Regions from separate parts of the Mus musculus genome. Here region 1 is linked to region 2. A link is a contact called in public promoter capture Hi-C data. All regions are on one chromosome and are shown on one strand. The core of a region is the stretch at or near the end of the contact, and the rest is flanking DNA. Distances in the headings are between cores, read along the strand shown. Region 1 overlaps Gpatch8 (G patch domain containing 8). Region 2 overlaps Ubtf (upstream binding transcription factor, RNA polymerase I).

Region 1 (6,733 bases), core at 3,829-6,328, 230 kb after region 2:
CAGTTGCCTAGCAACTCACCAGGCTGAGTCCAACCCCCAGCACCACACACACAATTAAAATAAACCAAAAAATCTTTAATATGTAGGCCATGTAGTTTATAACAATAATCTGTCATTTTATACCTGAAATCAATAAATTATCTCATAAATTATCTATCTGTTCTGTTCTTTCTCTTTCATTCTCTTTCTTTTTTCCTTTCTTCCTTCTCCTTCTCTCTCTCTCTCTCTCTCTCTCTCTCTCTCTCTCTCTCTCTCTCTCTCTTGTTTTTTGAGATAGGGTTGGTTCGCTGTAGCTCTGGCTGTCCTGACACTTGCTCTATAGAACAGGCCAGCCTAGAGCCCACAGAGATCCACCTGCCTCTGCCTCCTGAGTGCTGGGATTAAAGGTTTGTGTGACCATTTCCAGCCTGTTTTCTTTAAAAGAACAATATTCTTCCACAGGTTTAGAACAGCATGCAGCTGAGTGGCTGTAATTTTACTGGTGGAAAAAAAATCACAGTATGATCTCTCAGGCAAGATCTCATTAGCACAGGCTGGTCTTAAGACTTGCTATACATCCAAGGATGACCTTGAATATTTGATTCTCCTGCCTCTACTTCCCTAGGGCTGAGATTACAGCTATGCATACCTATGCCTGGCTTATACAGTGCTAGAGACGGAACCTAAAGCTTCAGGCATGCTAGGCAAGCACTCTACTGACTGAATTGTATCCCTAACACCCACGAGACTTTTGTGGTTTTGCTTTTTCCAGATAGGTCTCTATGTATTTAGCCTATACAACTAGCCTGCAACTTGTCATCTTCCCTCCTTGGCCTTCTAATTAAGTAATGCTTGGATTATTACATAGTTGTATAGGGTTCCAAGTTGTTTTGAAAAAAATGAAAGATGAAGGCAAACAATAAAAAGCTGTTTCTAAAACAAAAGGTACCACTGTGATATAGGATATTCTCACACACGCACGGTACAGTAAGAGGGCTCTAGAAATTATTTTGCTAAAATTGGAAAGACCTAGAAAAGAAGGCTCTGTGCAATCTCCAGTGAGGATGCTCACAGTACTAAATGTCACAAAAACTTTACTGGTCACTACTGCTGCTCCTCTTCTCTCCTGCACTACTAAGAAAAGTCTCACCTCACCCAATCCTGAGTATGTCTTACTATAAATAAATTTACTGTATAAAAAAATAGGCCAATCACATTGAGTCACATCTGTAATCACAGAAATGGGAAGGCGGAGTCAAAAGGTGAGTGGATCAGGAGTTCAAGGTCATTTTTGACTACATAACAAATCTAAAACCTAGCTGGGTTATATGAATCACAAAACAACAAAAAAGGCCCAGGGTACTTGCCTAATATGTGTAAGGCCCAGATTAGAGCCATACCACCTCAAAATTTTTAAATTAAAAAACCAAAACAAGTCGGGCAGTGGTGGCGCACACCTTTAATCCCAGCACTTGGAAGGCAGAGGCAGGCGGATTTCTGAGTTCGAGGCCAGCCTGGTCTACAAAGTGAGTTCCAGGACAGCCAGAGCTACACAGAGAAACCCTGTCTCGGGGGTAAAAAAAAAATCATGAAAGCAAAGCACAACAATATCCTTTATTTTCCCCACTATCAACCAAGTTTAGCTACTTATAAGTACCTTTGGAAATGACAAGGCTAGCAAAATGACTTTTAGATCATATGAGCTTGATATGGGGGCACATTCCTTATAACCGCAGCAGTGAGGTGGCTAAGGCAAGAGAATTACCTGGAGTTCAATGACAGTCAGAATTAAAAAGTGAGATCTTTTTATCTCAAAATAAAATAAAATAAAAATTAAGTGACTAACAATTGCAGTTCATTATTGTTTACTCTCTTGCTACATGAATGCTCTAACAGTGTATGGCACAAAGATTTATGTATTAAGTAATGCTGACAAAAATTGTTGTTTCTCCCCTATTTTGTTATGATCTGTTTTTGCTGTTTTGTTTTTGTTTTTTCCTTTTTTAAGAAATCAATCTTTGGCCACAAGAGATGAGACATTATGCTTACTGTGTTATATTATGAATGCACTAAAGTAAACAGACAGATGAAGCAGTATGCTATTTCCAAAAGCAGTGCAAGTGGAGTGAAGCATTTCCATACGAACCTGGCTTTAAAAACTGGGCTGTCAAAAGAACAGTTAAATGTAACACAAAGTAAGAAACTGTCCGATCACTAATGGTCGCTTTATTTTTTACTTTTTCTCTTGTTTTCAATTCACTGCTTGCAAGTAATGTATTTATTAAAGGAGACTGGAAGCATAAGTAAAACCACGAGTCAAGAGCAGCTGAGATTCAGGGCAGCGTGTGTGACTGACGACAGTGAGAGGGAGAGCAAATGTTAAGGAGAACAAAGCAAAGTTCAGGGCATACACATTAGCAGCACTTTTACAGCTCCACTCAAGAGGCTGGCTGTCACCTCGGGTGACAGTGGCGTCACTCTTCTAAGGCCTAAGGTTAAACTGCCCTTTTGCTAGTCCCTCAACTTCTCTAAGCAGGAGCAGAGAATCAAGTGCTCCAGACTATAAACTATCTATCCCTCTGCTGAGTCCTTCTGCTGACAGAAACAGACAACAAAACAGCACACACATCTCCCCACCAGCCTCCTCAGGTAAATGAATAACTAATAAAGACAACCTGAACCTCTCCTATCATTTTAAACTACCTGTTTTGACAGGACAAAGCTGCTACATGGCTTGTCACAAAACTATTCAGTGTGGTCTCCTACTAAAAAGGAAAAAAAAGGTGGTGGTAACTATGATGAAGAAATACTGTATACCTAAATAACTTGTTAAAAACCTGTTTGTTTGCTTGTTTTGTTTTTTTTTTTAATTTGGGGTGTGTGTTTGTGTGTGTGTGTCTGAGAAGCTCAGACCTGTCATACCCTGGAGCTGGAGTTAACAGGCAGCTATGAGCTATGAGTGCTGAGGATCAATTTAGGTCTTTGTGAGAGTAACACCCATTCTTAACCACTTAGTCATTTCTCCAGCCCACCGAGTAAATTAAAAAAGAGAAGGGAAAAAGGAAAGACAAGAAGAGAAGAGAAGAGAAGAGAAGAGAAGAGAAGAGAAGAGAAGAGAAGAGAAGAGAAGAGAAGAGAAAAGAAAAAGAAAAGAGAAAGGAAGGGGGTGAGGTCAGGTGTGGTAGCATATACCTTTAATACAAGGAAAAAACCACTTTTACAATAAAATGACACTTGCCAATCTCTGAACTATAAATTTTTCATCATCAATAAACAAGGGGCTTGCAGAAAACCAATAATACATTTACTTTATTTAGGACTGTGATTTTGTGGTTTTCCCGTATGAGAATCCCATGGTTATTTATAATGGTAGATTGACTAAAAACTTAAAAGCTCCAACAGGTAATCATGACAAATACAGGAAATGAGCAGTAAATATAGTTCTAAAATTATTAACAATTAGAAAAAAATATCTTGTAAGAATCAGCAACTCTTTATAATTTTTATCATTACAATAATTACAATTTTTTATTTTTTTAAAGTAATAAAAATAAAATATGTAAGGCCAGGCATAATGGCACATGTCTACAATTCCAGCACTTGAGAAAGGAAATCCAACTTGTGTACATATTGAGTTCCATGGCAACAGTATGAGTTAAGACTTAAAAGAAGAAAAAGCCAGGCATGATGGCTCACCCCTTTAATTCCAGCAATTCTCAATTCTGTTAGTTTAAGGTCACAGCCTGGTCTACAGAATGAGTTTCAGGGCACTCGGAGCAACATAATAGAGAGCTCTGTCGGAAAGAAAAGGAAAGGAAAGGAAAGGAAAGGAAAGGAAAGGAAAGGAAAGGAAAGGAAAGGAAAGGAAAGGAAAGGAAAGGAAAGGAAAGGAAAGGAAAGGAAAGGGAAAGGGAAAGGAAAGGAAGAAAGAAGAGAGAGAAAGAAAAAGAGAGAGGGGGAGGGAGGGAGAGACTAAACAAAGAAAGTCATGTGCCTACCTACAATCCTAAGAGGAAGAGGAAGAGGAAGGCGAATCAGAGATCAGAGATCCAGGATCATCCTCTGAGTCTGAAACCAGTAATGTCTCTTAAGAAACTGTCCCAACAAACAACAAAAACAGCCAGGTGTGGTGGTTCACACCTGAAATTCTAACACTTGGGAGGCTAAAGCAGGACTGTTATGTGTTCAAAGCCATCTTAAGTTACCCACTGGCATCTAAGTCAAATTGGACCCTATTTCACCCCCACACATAAAAAAGTTAATACTATCTACATAAAGATATAATTTGAGTTTTAAATTATTTTATAGAAACAAAAATTAATCTTTTAGCCTTTCAAACAATGTACAATTAACAAAGACTTGTGGTGCTAACAGGCTAGATTATGTACTATTTAAATGTACATGTAAGAATTACAAAGGAGGGGACTGGAGAGATGGCTCAGGAGTTAAGAGCAGTGGCTGCCTTTTGGTGGCTCACAACCATCTGTAATGGGATCTTATGCCCTCTTCTGGTGTGTCTGAAGACAGACAGTGTATTTTATATACATAAAATAAATAAATCTTAACAAAAAAAGAATTACAAGGATATTTCTATTTTAAATGAAGAAATAAGGGAAATGAAATTGTCTTAAGGAAGACACAGAAAGACAATTTTCTATCTGATTCAGAGTTGCCAGAGTTGTTCCAAATGGCAGCTTTGTGATCTTCAGCTGCAAGTGAAGTCCTAGTGTGTGCAAGTGAAGCTGAACTGAATGAAAACTCTTTTTGGGGGAGGAAGGGAGCAAGATTACCTCAACTGACTTGTTCTGGCTTTCTATTTGTAAGTTAAAAAGTAAATTAAAATTCTGTACTACCAATATGTGTTCCTGTCTATTATGTTAGAGTTTTTAAATGGGAGGATCTTCAAATGCAAAAAGTGCTTTATAAGTGACCACCAATACATTGAAACAAAAACTTCAGTAACTATTTTAGATGGTCTTCAACATTCTTATTTATCAATTAAACTGGAAGTACAAAACTTTCGCAGGAACTGCTCTCTGCTCCACTTAACTACATACCACTATGGGAACTAGGACCATTTGGCAACAGCAGCATAGGGCATGCCAAAACACAGATAAAAATGTATTTTCTTGCAAGGGCTGACTGCAAGTTTTGATACTAGAAAACAGAACCTCATGTTCTCAAGAGAAAACCACTTCAGATACATCAGTGACTAGATAAATATTAATCCTACACTCAATTTTCTTTTAGTTGACAACTGGATTTAATTTATAAAATTTAGGCCGTTTTCAGCAGAACAAAAATGATAAGTCTCTTGAGTGGGTTGTAAGCTTTGCTGATTGTGTATTAGAGACTATAAGCAAGAACCAATGCTACCATGTGAACCCATGCAAAGAACAAATCTGCAAAAATTCCCCAAACAAACAAAAAAAATCTATAGCTCACTACAGATGACAATGAAGACTAGAGAGAAAAGCCATATAGTAATGCTACACCATTCAGCTCCAAGAAGCATATTGTTTATTGTGCAGTCCACATAAGGTCACTGCTAAGAGTCAAATTAGCAGTCTCACAGAGTTACATTTTGGAACTAGTGGAGTCCACAGATCTACACAGATATGCAACATAACAAAACTCCAGGTATATATGTACTATTAAATCCCTACTTAAGTAAACTAAACATTGGCAACTAGATAGTTGGAAAACTTAACACTAACTTTTAAAAAACCCACTAAACTTGACAACTCCTAAAGTCAGGATTTTTATCAGTCACAATAAAAGCAACTAATCTGGTGGAAAGTTGTACTTTCAGTTGTATCAATGACAGCATTTTTTCAAGTCTATGATGCAGGCATTTTTTTTCTTTTATCCAACTTCATTATCCCATCTGATTTATCATCTTCAAACTAGGATAAGATCATAAAAAAAAATCATATATTCTAAATCGTACTAACCGATTCTTGTAACTACAATAGAATCTAAGATTGGGCTAGGGATTTAGGTTATATTTAGTTTTCCCAATATTTTAAATGTATGGAGGTCATAGTTGTGGCTTTAATGTCAAAATCTCATAACTAACAACTTTTAAAGTTGAAACTAAAAAAGTTGTTTGCATTAAGAAAACATATTTTATTCTTTCACTATAATTCAGATAGTCAAGTTATCTGCCAATTCTAATGTAATTTTTTAGAAAATATTTTACTCTTGATCAAAAGGATATTTTAGTTGAAATAAAGGAAAATAAAACTTTATTGCAAACATTATTCTGATTGTTGTTTTTTAATGAATTTTGTATTTTATGAATCTTGTTTTTAACATTTGCCTACTAAAATTGAGTAACTATATAATCTCACTAACAAATCCAGACTTCAGAAGTTTGGTTAATGTATAACTCATTAATATCTTTGAATCTCATTTCACATTTTGCTGATTTGTATCAAATATGCTCTATTATGAAACAAATAGCCTTAATTCCATACTCATAACAGCCTTTCATATAGGCATATTCTTGACACAAACCTGTGCAGACCTCCAGTCATCAGGTGCTGCAGACCCCTTGCTTACGTATTGAAATGACTATTTAGCTCCTGCAATGATCTGTAGACTCCCAAAGCTGTGTTTCCCCAGCCACTTTTGAGTTGCATGCTGTAGCAAAACAGTCAGCACCTCTCACGATATTGCTGCAGAGAAAGATCTTAATTCAGCAGAGACTGTGTAAAAAGCAACAACCCCGCTTAGAACGAAACAGCTCAAG
Region 2 (6,162 bases), core at 2,566-5,065:
AGCAGACCTGAGAACTCAAAGGAAATGGGGATGGCCAGAGGACACGGGGCAAGGCAGGAAGAACTTCCTGAAGCCCAGGGCACCAGAGAAAAGCTTTAAGGCTCATGCCATGGTTTGCCCCTCCCACTTTCCTGCTGGACAGCACAGACCTGCAGCAGCTCAGGGACATGGCCTTGGCAGGGGCAAACTAGTATAGGAAGCATCAGGTGGTGTCCCTGAACCCCACAATGGAAGATGGCAGGGAGGGGCAGCCTTGGTTTGTTCCTGCTAGGGACACCATCTCCCAGGCCTCTACCGACCCTTTTTCCAGATTCAAAGAGACAGGCTCTAGACACACACACACACACACACACACACACACACACACACACACACACACTCTTCTCTCTCTCTCCTATCCACAGGCGCAGTCATGCTGTATCGCTCGCTCACGTGTGTGCACATCACACACACAGCCTCACACACACACACACACACACACACACACACACACACACAGCCTCACACACATTCTATGCATACCTAGACCTTTTTTTTTTTTTTAAGTCTCAATCCACCCCATCCCAGGCCCTCCCAGTCCCAGAAATGACAACAGAGACGGCAGCCGAGATCGGTAGGAAACGTCTCGTTGACAGCTCAGAGCTTAAAAAAAAAATATATACACACATATATAAAAAAACACTCTGCCCCTCCCCCACGAACGGGTCCAGGCAGCTCCTTCCTGCAGGGGCAGGGAAGAGGGACAGGGCCACTGCCTGCTTTCTTGAAGGCAGCACCCTTGTCTCCCTCCAGTTCAATGTGGGGGGTCCAGGTAGCAAGCCCATCTGGGAAGGAAAGGCCCCCCGAACATCCACCTTGCTGCAGGCTGCAGGTGTGGAGGTCTCACCAAACTCTTTAAGACTCTCTCCCACCCCCAAACTCCCCAGTCCATTGTCCATGCCGGAACTGCAAATGCAGAAGAGGGGCAGGGTGGGCCCGTCCAGCGCTGGCTCAGTCTGATGGTTGCTGTCCCTGGAGAACCCTGGAGCTGAGGCTCCAAGGCTGCAGAGTCCTAGCTTGGGCTCATGCAGCCTCCTACCCCCCACTGATTTAAAAAACAAAAAAGAAAGAAAGAAAGAAAGTGGGGAAGTCTGGAGGGTACGGGACAGAACACAGGGAGAGACAAAGGTTGTCAAAGGTTGTCAGTTGGGGAGATGAGCTCTGCAGGGGCTCTCTCCTTGGCTGCCTGCCTGCCTGCCTGCCTGGGGTGGAGGCTGAGCCTCAGTTGGAGTCAGAATCCGAAGAGTCCCCTGAGGATGAAGAGCTGGAGCTACTGCCCTCAGACTCGTTGTCTTCATCCTCATCGTCGTCATCTTCGTCATCTTCATCGTCGTCGTCATCATCATTCTGGGAGAATAAAGACCCCACCGTCACCGTGTGTGTGGCCCTCCTGGTGATCTACAACAACCCTCCCTCCCACCACGCCTCCTGCCCACCTCATCCCCATCCTCGCTTTCATCTTCACTGCTGGACTCAGAAGAGTCCCCGCCATCCTCAGAAGAGTCACCGTTCTCATCATCTTCCTCTTCCTCCTCCTCCTCGTCGTCCTCCTCCTCCTCATCGTCATCCTCCTCGGACTCCTGGGAGGTGTGGAGACGCATCAGCAGCCAGATACACCCACCTTGCCAGCCACCCACCCACCTTGCAGGGGTGCCTTACCGACTTGGACTGCAGGGTGGTCCGGCTAGACTTGGGGTTTGGGCCTCGGAGCTTGGTCATGTTCTTACGTTTCTGACAGAAAGGATGGGAAGGGGGCTGAAGTGAGTCCCAGCCCCTGCAGAGTCCCTCCAGCCTCCCCCTCCACTGCCTTGTGCTCCTGCTTACATTGGAGATGTATTCTTTGTATGCTGCGCGGTCCTGGGGAGACAGGCTCTGGGGAGAAAGAACTGGGAATAAGATCAACCCCATCCTACAGCTGGCTGCATACGCCGACGTCCACTGGGCAGAGCTCCCACATACCTTATCTTTACACTCAGTCTCCTAAACTTTGGGTCCCTGCAGAAAGCTTTTAGGGGCTCAGAACATAACTCCTGATTCTGAACACTGAACCAAGTCAGTTTTCATAGCAATGCCCTACCCCCAACTGCCGTTTCCAAATGGTAGCCCTGTACCTAGGGCTTCTTTAACTGCAAAGCATGCCCCCCCCCAATGACTCACGAGGTCAACCCCACCTGGACCCCAGTCTTTGAAATGACGACGAAGACTGACAAAATTCTTGAACACTGAATTCCTGCCATCCCTCTGGGTCTTTGGTTAGCCTATCTGAGTGACAGGTAATTCTCCCTGGACAAATGTGACCATTCAAGCACAGCAGTGGAGACTGCCAGCCTAGCCAGGCCCTACAAGTCTCCTGGTCCTTGCTTGAACGAAGAGCACCCAGTCTACACAAACTGTCTACTATGTAACCTTGGCAAATGACTTGATACCTTGGCTTGCTTAGCTTTAAAAAATGTCAGTACCCACTGCCCCGCAGGACTTCCCAGTCCCTGCAGGCACTCCCTTCCAAGGTGCCTTTGTCCTCTCTCTCACCTTGACCCAGAGGTCCAAGTGCACCTTGTACTGCCTCTGTTGCTCCTCCGCCAGCTTCTTATAGTGCTCCTTCTGGCTCTGGGAGATGCGCTGCCAGCGGCTGCCAATCTCCACCATGCGCTCCTTCAGCGGCAGGTGATTTAGCTCCCCATTGGACAGCAGCTCCTGGGAGAACTTCTGGTAACCGTTCCTGCAGCGTGGGGTGACAGGGACAGTCAGGGTCCTAAGGGAGCCGCCTTCTAAGCCCTGTCTACACCATAGGTCCCAGCCTCAGGCTTACATAGGAGGTTTCTTGGGTTCTCCCTGGAACTTCATCTTCTTGGAAGAGTTTGTAGCAGCTGGAGGGGCCCGCATCTCACTTAACTCTCTCTGTGGAGAGAGACGGAGAGGTCACACCCACACCCGCACTCCCCACCCCACTGGCGGGGGAGATCTCAACTCGGCAGAGATTAAGGCAGGAGGAGCTAGAGCTGGTAGTGGTAGCTAGCTGGGATCCATAGCAGGACTCTTCTCAAAACAACTGCTGGACAAGTCACTGCACCAAGAGGGTCGTTTCAAAAATGTTCCCTGAAATGGAAGTAGTCCCGTCCCGCCCCCCCCCCCCCCCCCCGCCAAAATCACCCAAGAGGCTAGTACCTTGACGCCCACCTAGCCTATGCCAGGCCGGAAGTTAAGAGACTGGCTCAGGGTCTTAAACAAAGCTGGCCCTCCTGGCCCATCATGGAGGCAGGTGGCCCAACCCCTTCCCACCTCATATCGTTTTTGGTCTTCTGCTGCCTTCTTAATCCACATCAGCTTCTCCTTCTTCTCCATGTTGTTCCAAGTCATCTCCATGGCTTTCAAGGCTTTCACCCGGTCATTCTAAGGTACAAACCCAGGATATCAGTTATGGGAGGGGGTCTGTTGCTAGAGACCATAAACCGATCCTTCCCCACTCTCCGCTACCTTGAAGCGGGCCAGATAGTCTCCGATGACACTCTGCTGCCAGATCTCCTCAGCCCTCTTGGGCGACTCCGGCAGCTTGCCCCTATCTTCACGCTCCCCGCCCGGCTTCCTCTCAGACTGCGCCTTCAGCGCAGCCTCCCGGGCCTTGTATTTAGCCTATAGAAAAAGCAAGGATGTTAACATTCGGGCCACCCCTAGGGGGCGCGCTAAGCCCACCCAGCATTCGTTGCCGGCTCCCTGTTGAGGAGGGCGGGTCCGGCAGAAGCCGTGGGCAGCAGTGACGTCCACCAAGCTCCGCCCCACCCATGGGGCCGCTCTCCAAGGGAGCCAACAAGGAAGCTGAAAGCTTCCCTTCTTCCGGCTCCCGCCCCAGCAATTGAGCCCGGGTACACGGTACACGTGTGATTCACTTCTGGTGCCGGGGAGCGGCTGTAACCGCGCGCATGGAAGTGGCCCAGGAGACCCTTAGGGAAGAGTAGTAGGGGGTCTCTCCAAGGCCCGACCTTCTTCTTCTCGGACAAGTCGTTCCACATGCGGGCCAGAAGGCGGGTCAGTTCGCTTTCGGAGAGCTCAGGTCGTTCCTCCTGTAGCTGCCTTCGCTTCTCCTCAGAGAAGATGAACATAGCAGACACAGGCCGCTTGGGCTTCTCGGAGCCACCCTAAGGGAAGTACGGGGAGTATCGGAGGTACAATTGCCACTAGCCTCCTCCTGTGAGCGGCTCCATCCTGGCCCCCACCCCCACGGGCATGGGACACTCACCTTGCCACCTTCCTGTGAAGGCTTCTTGGAGGCCGGACTGGTGGTTTGCTTCTTATTGATGTTCAGCATCTTCTCCTCCCCCAGAACCCGCTGCTGCTCTTCCTCCGGCAAGCTCTAGGTAGGAAGAAGGGTATGGGGCTGCAGCAGGCAGGTAGGCCGGCTCCTCGGACTCCAGAATGCGCCCTCTGCCCACCTCAAGGTGGTGCCTACTTACCTCAAGGAACCGCAGCAGCTCTACCTCATAATCTTTCTTTTTCTAGGAAAGTAAGGGGATTCAGTGAGTTGGGGTCAGCCTCCATTCTCCTGGGCCAGCCAGCCTCAGCAGGCCCCTAGGGACTGGGTGTATGTAACCTTCTCACCCCCTGAAGATGGCAGCCAAGAGGCCTGACAGACAGGGGAGGCTAAACCCGGCCCAGGCTGAAGGCAGGTGGCTGAGGCACCTGTAATCAGTGAGTTACTGAGCCCAGGCAAAGCTCATGCGCTAAACCCCAAGTCAAGACCCCGAGCTCGGGGTGGCCTGGCACCTGCCCTGCGCACCTGGTCACATTTCTTGTGATAGGCATCCTTCTCCTTCTGAGAGAGCAGCTTCCATTGCTGGCTGCATAGCACCATGCGCTCTGTGCTGGGCACATCCTTCATGTTGGCCATGAGCTCCGCACAGTACAGGGAGTAGCTGTTCCTATTGAATCCGGAGGAAGGCACACCCATGAGCAAACGGGACTGGGTTCAAGTTCTTCACGAACAACTCCCTGATGGCCCACTCGCCCACCCATCCAGGGCGGTGCTCACGGAGGCGGCTTGGTAGGTCGCCCATCGAACTTGTCCTTGAGCTGGCGCTCGGCCTTGGTGAGGGTGGACTTGGTGATGCCTTCCTCACTGATGTTCAGCTCAGGGTGCTTCTGGATATAGTCCCGCATAATCTCCTGCAGAGGGAGGTAGGGGAGCGGAGGGTAATGGGGTGTGGGGTTAGCGGGGACAACATAAGGGGGAGAGCCGCTGGGGAGGGGAGGCAGGGAGCAAAGCTGGGGATGGCCGTGTGTCTGTGTGTCTGCTGTGTCATCTGCAATATGGTGTCCTGCTCTGCCCTAGCCTGAGATCTCTCGGGTGGGAACGGGGCTTGTAAGACGGTAGGGACAGAGGAAAGGGGCCCAAAAGGCCCCTCCCTCAGTAGAAGGTCAGGGAACGACTGCCACGTGCAGAACGCTGTGGCACGAGTCAGAGGGCAAAGGCTCGTGAAGAGCCGGATGGGGAGGAGCGCAGCGGAAGCCTAACCTCGTACTCCTTCCGCTGCTCCAGGGCCTTATGAATCCATTTCAGCCTCTTTTTGTCCGAGAGCTGAGACCACTGCTTCCCCAGGGAGTCCTTCACCTCCTTCGTAGTGGCCTGCAAACCAAAAGCCGTCAGACACACGCAGGCAGCCAGGGGCAGGGGAGGGGGGGAGGGGCACAGAGGGCCCCGCCCCCCTCGGGCCACAGGAGGTCACGCAAGTGTCCACCGCAGGCCAGGAGGGTAAGGTGGAGAGGCAGGGATCCGCCTTGGTGCGAGGGACAGGCTCACACACACACTCATTCGCACGCCAGCTGGCCCAGGCCCTGTCCATGCAATCCCCCCCCCTGGGGAGGGGCCTCCTCTCCTGCTCCCCTGCACCATACCCAGCCACCAGGCGCGGCTCCCCCCTTGCCACCGCCGTGTGCCCTCCGCCCCTACCCTTTGGCCAGACACTCACATCCGGCCGCACTTTGAGATACACCTTCTTCTCGTGGGTGTACCACAGTTGCTGGGGAGTTTTGGGTTTCTCGGGGATGTCCGACTTCTTGGCATTCTGGATAAGGTCAGGGTGATCCTCCCTAACCAGGGGACCGGAGCAAGGGTCAGCAGGGGACACCGCT

The links. Capture Hi-C pulls out chosen DNA fragments and counts their contacts.
Region 1: a contact with region 2 is called in a promoter capture Hi-C map of adipose tissue, with 2.3 times the contacts expected there. The contact joins two enhancer-like sites. A contact is called at or near these places in 2 of 39 promoter capture datasets (the HPC-7 cell line and cranial neural crest), 5 of 115 datasets of contacts at active chromatin or transcription factors (the 230-238 cell line, the SCID.adh cell line, bone marrow-derived macrophages and 2 more) and 3 of 9 other capture datasets (adipose tissue, liver and pancreatic islet).

What each region holds. Positions count from the first base shown.
Region 1 is chr11:102,529,188-102,535,920 of GRCm38.p6, forward strand. The region is part of intron 2 of Gpatch8 (G patch domain containing 8); the gene reads right to left. Among named protein-coding and RNA genes, the nearest start is that of Gm25337, 17 kb to the right of the region's middle. Within about 2 kb of position 5,079, at least 2 of the 459 cell types and tissues checked have an H3K27ac peak or open chromatin away from gene starts, as enhancers often do. A contact at or near this core is called in adipose tissue, where this site is marked.
Region 2 is chr11:102,305,381-102,311,542 of GRCm38.p6, forward strand. It overlaps Ubtf (upstream binding transcription factor, RNA polymerase I), which reads right to left. Exons shown (of 21, transcript NM_011551.7): 7 at 6,000-6,120; 8 at 5,546-5,656; 9 at 5,063-5,196; 10 at 4,811-4,952; 11 at 4,488-4,529; 12 at 4,274-4,387; 13 at 4,017-4,172; 14 at 3,514-3,669; 15 at 3,319-3,429; 16 at 2,849-2,937; 17 at 2,569-2,758; 18 at 1,864-1,911; 19 at 1,699-1,770; 20 at 1,476-1,619; 1 more. The coding sequence ends at 1,261. Among named protein-coding and RNA genes, the nearest start is that of Ubtf, 11 kb to the right of the region's middle. Within about 2 kb of position 3,816, at least 336 of the 459 cell types and tissues checked have an H3K27ac peak or open chromatin away from gene starts, as enhancers often do. A contact at or near this core is called in adipose tissue, where this site is marked.